Linked DNA regions of Mus musculus: all the other regions are linked to region 2. The links are chromatin contacts, called in public HiChIP or PLAC-seq and promoter capture Hi-C maps. All regions are on one chromosome and are shown on one strand. The core of a region is the stretch at or near the end of the contact, and the rest is flanking DNA. Distances in the headings are between cores, read along the strand shown. Region 1 holds the start of Arfgap1 (ADP-ribosylation factor GTPase activating protein 1). Region 2 holds the start of Kcnq2 (potassium voltage-gated channel, subfamily Q, member 2). Region 3 holds the start of Rtel1 (regulator of telomere elongation helicase 1).

What was found. Promoter capture Hi-C pulls out the DNA fragments that hold promoters and counts their contacts. HiChIP or PLAC-seq counts read pairs in DNA pulled down with a chosen protein or histone mark.
Region 1: a contact with region 2 is called in an H3K27ac HiChIP or PLAC-seq map of embryonic stem cells, with 2.8 times the contacts expected there. The contact joins the promoter of Arfgap1 here to the promoter of Kcnq2 in region 2. A contact is called at or near these places in 7 of 39 promoter capture datasets (the 3T3-L1 cell line, cranial neural crest, embryonic stem cells and 3 more), 1 of 484 Hi-C or Micro-C datasets (nephron progenitors), 7 of 115 datasets of contacts at active chromatin or transcription factors (bone marrow-derived macrophages and embryonic stem cells) and 3 of 9 other capture datasets (adipose tissue, liver and macrophages).
Region 3: a promoter capture Hi-C map of second pharyngeal arch cranial neural crest shows a contact between it and region 2. The contact joins the promoter of Rtel1 here to the promoter of Kcnq2 in region 2. A contact is called at or near these places in 13 of 39 promoter capture datasets (the 3T3-L1 cell line, Sertoli cells, cranial neural crest and 8 more), 6 of 484 Hi-C or Micro-C datasets (bone marrow-derived macrophages, cranial neural crest, embryonic stem cells and 1 more), 10 of 115 datasets of contacts at active chromatin or transcription factors (SST interneurons, bone marrow-derived macrophages, embryonic stem cells and 3 more) and 5 of 9 other capture datasets (adipose tissue, embryonic stem cells, liver and 2 more).

What each region holds. Positions count from the first base shown.
Region 1 is chr2:180,965,796-180,968,495 of GRCm38.p6, reverse strand. Arfgap1 (ADP-ribosylation factor GTPase activating protein 1) reads right to left here and starts at 1,271. Exons shown (of 14, transcript NM_145760.3): 1 at 1,167-1,271; 2 at 682-894.
Region 2 is chr2:181,134,006-181,136,705 of GRCm38.p6, reverse strand. It overlaps Kcnq2 (potassium voltage-gated channel, subfamily Q, member 2), which reads left to right and starts at 1,417. Exons shown (of 17, transcript NM_010611.3): 1 at 1,417-1,909. The coding sequence starts at 1,614.
Region 3 is chr2:181,318,445-181,321,144 of GRCm38.p6, reverse strand. It overlaps Rtel1 (regulator of telomere elongation helicase 1), which reads right to left and starts at 1,421. Exons shown (of 34, transcript NM_001001882.3): 1 at 1,289-1,421; 2 at 88-339. The coding sequence starts at 189.

The DNA of each region.
Region 1 (2,700 bases), core at 22-2,521, 170 kb after region 2:
TAGAAGGTGGGAGCTGAGTATCTCCTTCCTCCAAGTGAGTACCAGGATCAAACTCAGGTAGTCAGGCTTTGTGGCAAGCACCCCTACCTGGTATCCATATCACCCACCCTTAAGAATTCTTAATAGCTGAAATGAAAAAAAAAACAACAAAATACTCTTCCTTCAGGCAGACATACCTAGTAGATAATGAAGCAAATAAGGATTTCAAACTTTAGTGAGCTACATGTCACACTAGAGAACATTTGCTTCTTAAATGGGACGTGATGTACATCTGAGGTCAAAGGGGACATCTAGGGACATAGCTTGGCCCTAAGGCTACACAGTATGGGTGACCAAAAACCGTTCAGAGAACACAAAGAACCCATGTCTAAGTTATGCTTCTTCACTCTGAAGAACAGACGATATCAGATCATCACCTCGTCCAGAACTATAGTTAGGGCTTCAATGCTCTAAACATTGCACAGCTATGGAACAGTGTATATTACTTCTGACTTGTGGGTGCCTTAAGAGTGCAAATACAGTATATTCTATTGCCAGGTACAATTGAGAAAAAGTTTAGAAGCTTGATCCTGTGGGGGTCTGTTGTTGAGATGTTTTGTTTTTCCTCCTTCCGCAGAGGACTCACTTCAGAGACCAAGAAGGGAAAAATCAAACAAACTGAGGTTAGAAAACCTGGCTTACCGGCACCTCTGGACAGAATCTTCTTTCGAAGTGAAGGGCTGAGGCCCTTTCCCGACAAAGTGGGCAGTGCAGAACCAGTCTGCGTCCAAGACTGCTCGGGACCAGAGCGCTGAGGGGCCACGTAGGTCCCTGCAACCGCTAGGCTGAAGGGCGGTAAAGCTCACAGGCCGGGAGGCAGGGGAGGGGGGGTCTGGACGGCCGCACACTGGGATCCTGGAGTTTGGGGTCCGAGGAACAAAAACGTCACGGGTCGAAGGACTGGAGAACCCGGGGCCAGGAAGCTGGGAAATGGGAGGTACGCGGGAGGCACCGGGGAGTAAGTCAGGGCTGAAGACCGGGGGCGTCGGACAGTCACGGTATTGGGGGACCAGGGGCCTAGGGCTGCAGAATCGAGGATTACAGGGCCAGGAACTGGGTGATCTGAGAGCCGGAAGGGCAAGGAACTGAGGGTCCGCGGATGCCCGGTGTCCTGGCCGCAAACTCACCTGCTGCCCCCAGGAGGTCGGGTCCGGCCGAGGTGCCAAGCTGGACTAGGCGCTCAGATCCCCCCACCAGCCGCCAGCAGCTTCCGGCTACGTCGCGCTTTGCAAGGGCTCATGGGAGGCCTCCGAGGCGGTACTTCCGCCTCTGTGCGCGAGCCCGAGGCGAGGCTTCTTTTCCGGTCTGTCTAAACCTTCGGCTGAGCGCCAGGTTTGCAGGGTTGCCTCTGCGTGGGCAGTGCGGCAGGGCAGCGCAGATGGATCCGGGCTGCGCTATCTCCAGCGGGATTCTAGGGCGTCCACGGTCTCGACCAAGCCCGGGAACAAGGGACTTCCCGTGGCTTCTGTCAACTCGAACTCCGACCCGTGGTTTAAAATAGACTTGGGCAAGCAGTTCTGGTCAAATCAATGTATTTAGTAGCCGGCGGGTTTTAGTTTTGTGTTCACTTTGGGCCGCCCTGTGTCACTAATTCCTTCCTCATTGGCCTTTTGACGGTTTTGCTTGGGCTTTTTATTTTTATTTACTTGTTTGTTTATTTATTTTTTAAGAGACTGGGTTTCTCTGTGTAGCCCTGGCTGCCCTGGAGCTAGCTGGCTTCCAACTCTAAGATCCGCCTGCTTCTGCCCCCCCGAGTGGATCAAAAGATGTGAGCCATCGCCGCCCGGCTCGTTTGACTTTCAAATTGGCCAAAAGTCAATGTTTTATTGAGGTCAAATCAAACGTACCTGCATCGAAACTTACCGTGAGGCATTTTATCAAATTCAGATCCATACAGTTGGGACCTCAAGGGACAGTGGATCCCTTTCTCCATCCACTGTTGGAGTTTCTTTCACAGGTTTAGAGCTTTGTGTAAAGAGAGAAACAAAAAACGTAGCCTTAAGTCACTTAACCACAGCCTGATATTGTTATTTGAGATAGACTTTCACATCATAGCCTAATTTAGCCTGGAACTCGATTCAGCCTCCTGAGTTCTGGAATTATAGACACCCCACCTAGCTTCATAACATGGCATTTCTGTTTTTGTGAGAAAGGCTCTTATGTATACCAGGATGTTCCAGAACTCATACCTGCCCTCTGCAGGCTAACGTAGTGGCCAAATGCAGGGGACAGGAAGCTTACTAAGAACATAAGTGGCAAATTCCTTAATTGCAGCACTGGGGAGGCAGACAGGTCTCTGACTTCCAGGCCAGCCTGGTCTACAGAGTGAGTGCCAGGCCAACCTGGGCTATACAAAGAAATCCTACCTTTACAAACAAAAGAACAAAATCTAAGCCAGATATAATGGCTCAACCTTCCACCTCCTATAAACTTAAACACATACACATAACCATGTGAAGCCCAGGGCATAAGAAAATGGTGGCTGGAACCTCCGGTAAGGGTTCTGTGATTCTACTTTTATCATGAGGATGTGTTAATGGCCTCACCACCACTACCACACATCTAGCCATTGTTGGGCTGCTTTGCTTATTTTTTTTTTTTTCTGGCTGAGGGCAGCCATGGTGACTGTGCCTCTCAGTGGTGATGATCATGTCATGCTCA
Region 2 (2,700 bases), core at 168-2,667:
AACCTTCTGAAATGTGGTAAAGCTGTTGGTACAAATAACATAGGTAGAGAGCAGAGCTCTTGGGAATGCAGAGATCTCTACACCAACTTTACTCTCCCATGAACTTTCCCAGTGTTGTGTGTGTGTGTGTCATACTCTACAGTACCAGAAAGTTTGTGGGCTCATAACGACTTCAAGGGTGTGTCCCCATTTTCCCCCCAAAAGAGAAGATGAGTAAGTTTGTATCTGTTGGTGTTATGGAACTCTAGAGAACCTTGACCTTTGCCTTCCTTTCAGTGCCTCCTCTTGGAACACATTTCCTTCCTAGGGAACCAGAACCTTTTATCCCTCAGGGCTCTGACTCACCCCATCCCCAGACAAAATTTCTGTGTGTTCTGGCTGTCCTGGGACTCTCTCTGTAGACTTGGCTGGCCTCAATCTCACAGAGGTCTGCCTGCCTCTGCCTCCCAAGTGCTAGGATTAAAGGTTTGCAGCACCACTGCCCGGTTTGGGCTCTGATTGTCCCAGGAGGGTGGATAGAATGAGCTAGGCTCTTCCCAGTTGCCATCTACGATCTGTAATCACTTATTTAGTTATTTTAAAAATACTATTTTGAGATTTGTTTATTTTTACGTTATGTTTAGTGGGTATGTTTTGCCTGCGTGTATGTATGAGTACCACAAGCTTTCAGTGCTCAAGAAGGCCACAAGAGGTCTTTGCATTCTCTGGTATTGGAGTTAAGTTCCTAATGTCATGTGGGTACTGGGAACCAAACCCAGGTCTTTTCAAAGAACAGTCAGTGCTCTTAACTACTGAGCTATCTCTCCAACCTGACTTATAAAACTTACAGTTCTTTTACAGAGACTTGAATGGAAGATGACCCAGAGGTGATGGTAAAGCCAGCCCGTGCAAGGAGTGGGCAGCACTTCCCTCCCCCCACCCCACCCACAAACACCTTGTACCTAAGGCCTCTTCTGACTGGGTGGGCCAGGCTGGTGCCTCCTCCATAACCATGTACAGTTGGCTCAGTAAGCCTGGAGGTGGGCAAGGATTCTGCTCTAGGCACTGCTCTGGTTACCCTTAGAGAGCCTGTACAAATTTCCCTGCACACCCAGAGGAAGTGCTGGGCCTTCCTCATGTCTGGCCCTCTTGATGCTAAGAGCCAAGATCCTTGTGGGCTGAATCTTTAACACCGAACTTGACAATGGCCAGGATCCTTCCAAAGGTGTCCACTTGCCGACTCCAGGTCAACTCTGGTGCTTTGCCCTCTCAGCGGTGACGGCAGGGCTGGACTCCCCCTCAAGGATTACCGGGCTAGGAGAGCAGGAAGGGTTGTCCTGTGAGGCAGTACACCTGGACCAGCTCTCCCTGCCTGCCACTACAATGGCGTCGTAGGGGTTAAGGCGGGCGGGGCGGGGCGGCGGGAGGAGCCCTCGCGGAAGCCGGCCAGGCACCGAGGCGCGCGCGGAGCCGGGTGGCCGCAGCGTCCCCGCGCGCGGCCGGGCCAGGTAGGAACGCAGAGCCGCAGCCGCCTCGCCATGCGGCTGCCGGACCGGAGGCCTGGGCTGGGGCCCGCGCCACCCCCCGCGCGCCGCCCCCGCTGAGCCCGCGCCCGATAGGGCGCCGCAGGCACCATGGTGCAGAAGTCGCGCAACGGTGGCGTGTACCCCGGCACCAGCGGGGAAAAGAAGCTCAAGGTGGGCTTCGTGGGGCTGGACCCCGGCGCGCCCGACTCCACACGCGACGGCGCGCTACTCATCGCGGGCTCCGAGGCCCCCAAGCGCGGCAGCGTTTTGAGCAAGCCGCGGACGGGCGGCGCGGGAGCCGGGAAGCCCCCGAAGCGCAACGCCTTCTACCGCAAGCTGCAGAATTTCCTCTACAACGTGCTAGAGCGGCCCCGCGGCTGGGCGTTCATCTACCACGCCTACGTGTAAGTGGCCCGCGATGTGGTGAGCGGTGGGCCTGGCGAAACCCTGGCCGGGCCGCGGGTTGATAGCAGGCGCAGCTGCGGTGGACTGAGGGGCCCTGGTGTGCGTGTCCGCGCGCGCGCCTGGTTCGCGTCGTGGGCGTGGGGTTTGGGTCGTGGCATTGCAGTCTCGGGTTAAAGCAAAGGATAGGGATTGGAGAGTGACTTTGGAGATCATTCTGTAGTCAGGGACTGTTTTATTTGGGGAGGGGGAGGGTTACGGCCGCCAGGCTGGGTTGTACCAGCCCTTCCCCCGCAGGACGGGATGTACTGGCGCCCCAGCCCCCCTCAGCCCGAGAGGCCCCTCCCCACGGCCCGCAGCGCGGAACAAAGGGCCGCCTAGGAGGGAGGGCGGCTCAGCTCTAGGTCTGAACTCATTCGCCCCTCTGCATCCCCGTGGGTTCTCTCCGACATCCAAGTAGGGGCAATGCAGAAGATTGGCCTCATCTCAGTCATCCTCCTAACCTCTTGCTACCTCTCTGAGCTTCCGGGTTGCAGAAATGGGGAGGGGACATAACATCCCATCACCTCAGCCCTGGCTGAGGGCAGTTGCCTGTACTCATCTCCGGAGGCCCACTCTCCTGTTCTCTACACTCTAAGTAGTCCCTTTGTACCTGCTGATGATCTCGCTACACATTCTGGGCTTTAGATCCTTGAGAGACTATTATCCCCCAGTACTGCCAGCTTTGGGCCTGGAAGGGGCTGCTCCTGTCCCCAAGTCTGGGACTCCTTCTGGGGCAGAGCCAGAAAGAGTC
Region 3 (2,700 bases), core at 172-2,671, 180 kb before region 2:
TGAGGGTAGGGCTACAGTAGGGGTTTGCTGAAGGTATGCCCTCATTGCCCCCTCTCTAAATTACTGTCTTGAGCTTTGTAGCTTTACCTTCTGGAGACATTCTAGCACCTTGGTCATATATTCCTGTTGGCATGGGTAGGGCTGGAAAGGAAAATCCACTGTCACACCATTCAGGACTACCCTGGGCATATCAGCCTATACTGAGGAAGACACGGTGGTAGGCCAAGATGCAGGCTGTCTGGGTCTGTGAGACAAACCCCTCTGATCATCTCAGTGTTTCAGCCACTCCAGGTAAGTGTTGGCAGCATGTGGCATCAGGTTTCCCTCTGTAAGAATTCCCTACAACACAGATAAGAAGAAATCAGCCTTTGTAGCCACAGACCATTACACCAATCATTTTAGGAAGCTGTCCTTGTAGGGTCAGAAAATCTGTTATTTCCCTATCAAAAGGTGCTTAGAGCCTATCATGGTGGCACACGCCTTTAATCTCAGCTCTCAGGAGGCAGAGGCAGGGGTATCTCTTAAGTTCGAAGCCAGCATGTCCAGGGAGTTCCAGGACAGCCAGGGCTATGTAGACCCTGTCTCAAAAAATAAAAAGGAGCTTAGAGATCTAAAGATGATCCCCTGGCTCACCCAATTCCATCCTAGACTGAAAAGCAAAGCAAAGCAAAAACCCAATGTAGTTATCAAAACAAGCACATTTTCAGCACTCTACCTGCAACTCTTCAAAAAGTCTGTGACTAAGAACCTAGGAGCATCCCCTTGTGGCCTGGACCTGAACACAAAAGCGTGGAATGTCTCCAACCTTTGATGCTCTTAAGATTGGGGTCATGCATCATTCGGTCCAGGTGTGCACCCGAATGCAAATAAAGTAGTAAAACAGGCAGGGCGTGGTGCTCCAGCCTTAGTTCCCAGCACTCAGGAGGAAAAAACAGATGGATCTCTGAGTTCGAGACCAGCATGGTCTGCAGAGCGAGTTCCAGGACAGCCAGGAATACACAGTGACATCCTGACACGCAAAACCAAAACCAACCAAACAAAGGTAGCAAAACAGAATCATGATCTGTTCAGCCCTCCGCAAGTCACTAAACTTCTCCAGACCTCCAAGTCTACTGACAGGCGAAAATCTATCCGCCGTCTTGGAACTAGCCCAGGGAGGCGCCTCTAGCTAGACACTGGCAGCAAGAGCCCGGGACCCAGAATGCACCGCGGCACTTCAGAACTAGCGAGTGCGTGATCTATGACCTCTATCCACTCAGATAAAACTGTCAAGCGACTCCCAGCTCACTTGTCTCGGTAGGGCTGCCTTTCAAAGTCCGGTATCAAACAACTGTAAAGACACGGATCCCGCGTGCTCCGCAGTCCGCTGATTGGAACTTCGCGGGCAGATCCGTGTAGCCACGCCTAAATGCTACACTTCCGTTTCCTCCCTTCCGGTCCGCTACTTTGCACCCGGGCGGAAACCGGGTTCCGCGACTTCTGAGTCAGCAGGTTCCCTCGCCTCTGGACGCCAGGGGGCTGGGGGCTGGGGGGTGGGGCTTCGTGCAGTGGACCTGGCCTCATCTCTGTATTCTATCCAAAGCACTTAATATCGTCTAGAGTCTCGCTTGTCTCCCACTCTTTTTGCTTGTTTGTTTCGAAACAGGTTTTCTCTCTGTAGCCTTGATTGCCCTAGAGCTCACTCTGTAGACCAGGTTGACCTGCCTCTTCCAAGTGCTGGGATGAAAGGCGTGCACGCCCGGACACTCATCCCCACTTTTGCATTATAAGCTCCATCTTCTGGAATCTACTAGTTCATTTGGCCAGGCCACTTACATTGTCCGCACAACTAAACAAATCTAAAGCTTTCTTGTGGTTACTGACCTCAAGTCACAAAAGGCATCTTTTCACAGCTGGAGTATATAAAATCCAAATGGCTGCATCTTACCTAGACCCCCACCCCACATTAAGAGTTCTCACTGCCTCCTCTCTCACCCAGGGTCCAGCTTATTTTCCAATCAGTGTCTGCTAGCTGTCAGGTGAGTTCCTCTAAATCTCTAGCACCTAGCACTAGCTGACAGTCAACAAGGAGCTCCAGGGAAGAGAGAGCTGCAAAGTCCTTCAGGGCGGTGCTGACATCAGAGGTGTTTGTTTATTTCAGGCAATCCCAATAGGTATTAGAAAGAAATTGACATTTCAGTGGCTGGCTCTCCACTACTAATAGATACTTGTTTCAGAGCTTCTCTTTAATACCCAGGTAGTTTCCCACAGAAATGCCCATACTTGTGCATGTGAGATCATACTTACAGAACACCCTGACAAACCTATAGATTTCCTTCAGACCCTCATCTCTTATTGGGAATTTGAAGATGAAGGAGGCCACACACACTGGGATGGCACCAATTCCAGGCAAAACTTTCTGGGCTACTAGTGAAGCTGAGACATGAGCTGATTCATCTGCTGCTTGGGTTCACATCAAGACAAGTCTAGTTCACAGCACATAGGTAGTTGCTTTGAGGCAGCATGCCCAGCTTATAATGAAACTATCCTGGAAGGAATGAATATATTCTAAGAGATGCATATGATCTTCCTTTTGACTATCAGGCCATTTAAACAATGGACCCCCCAGAAATTGGAATTCCCCAGGAAAGGAAGGAAAAGAGTGAGGGGTACCAGACAGAGAAGGGACTCTTCTTAGGGAAGAAGATTTTATGCAGTTAT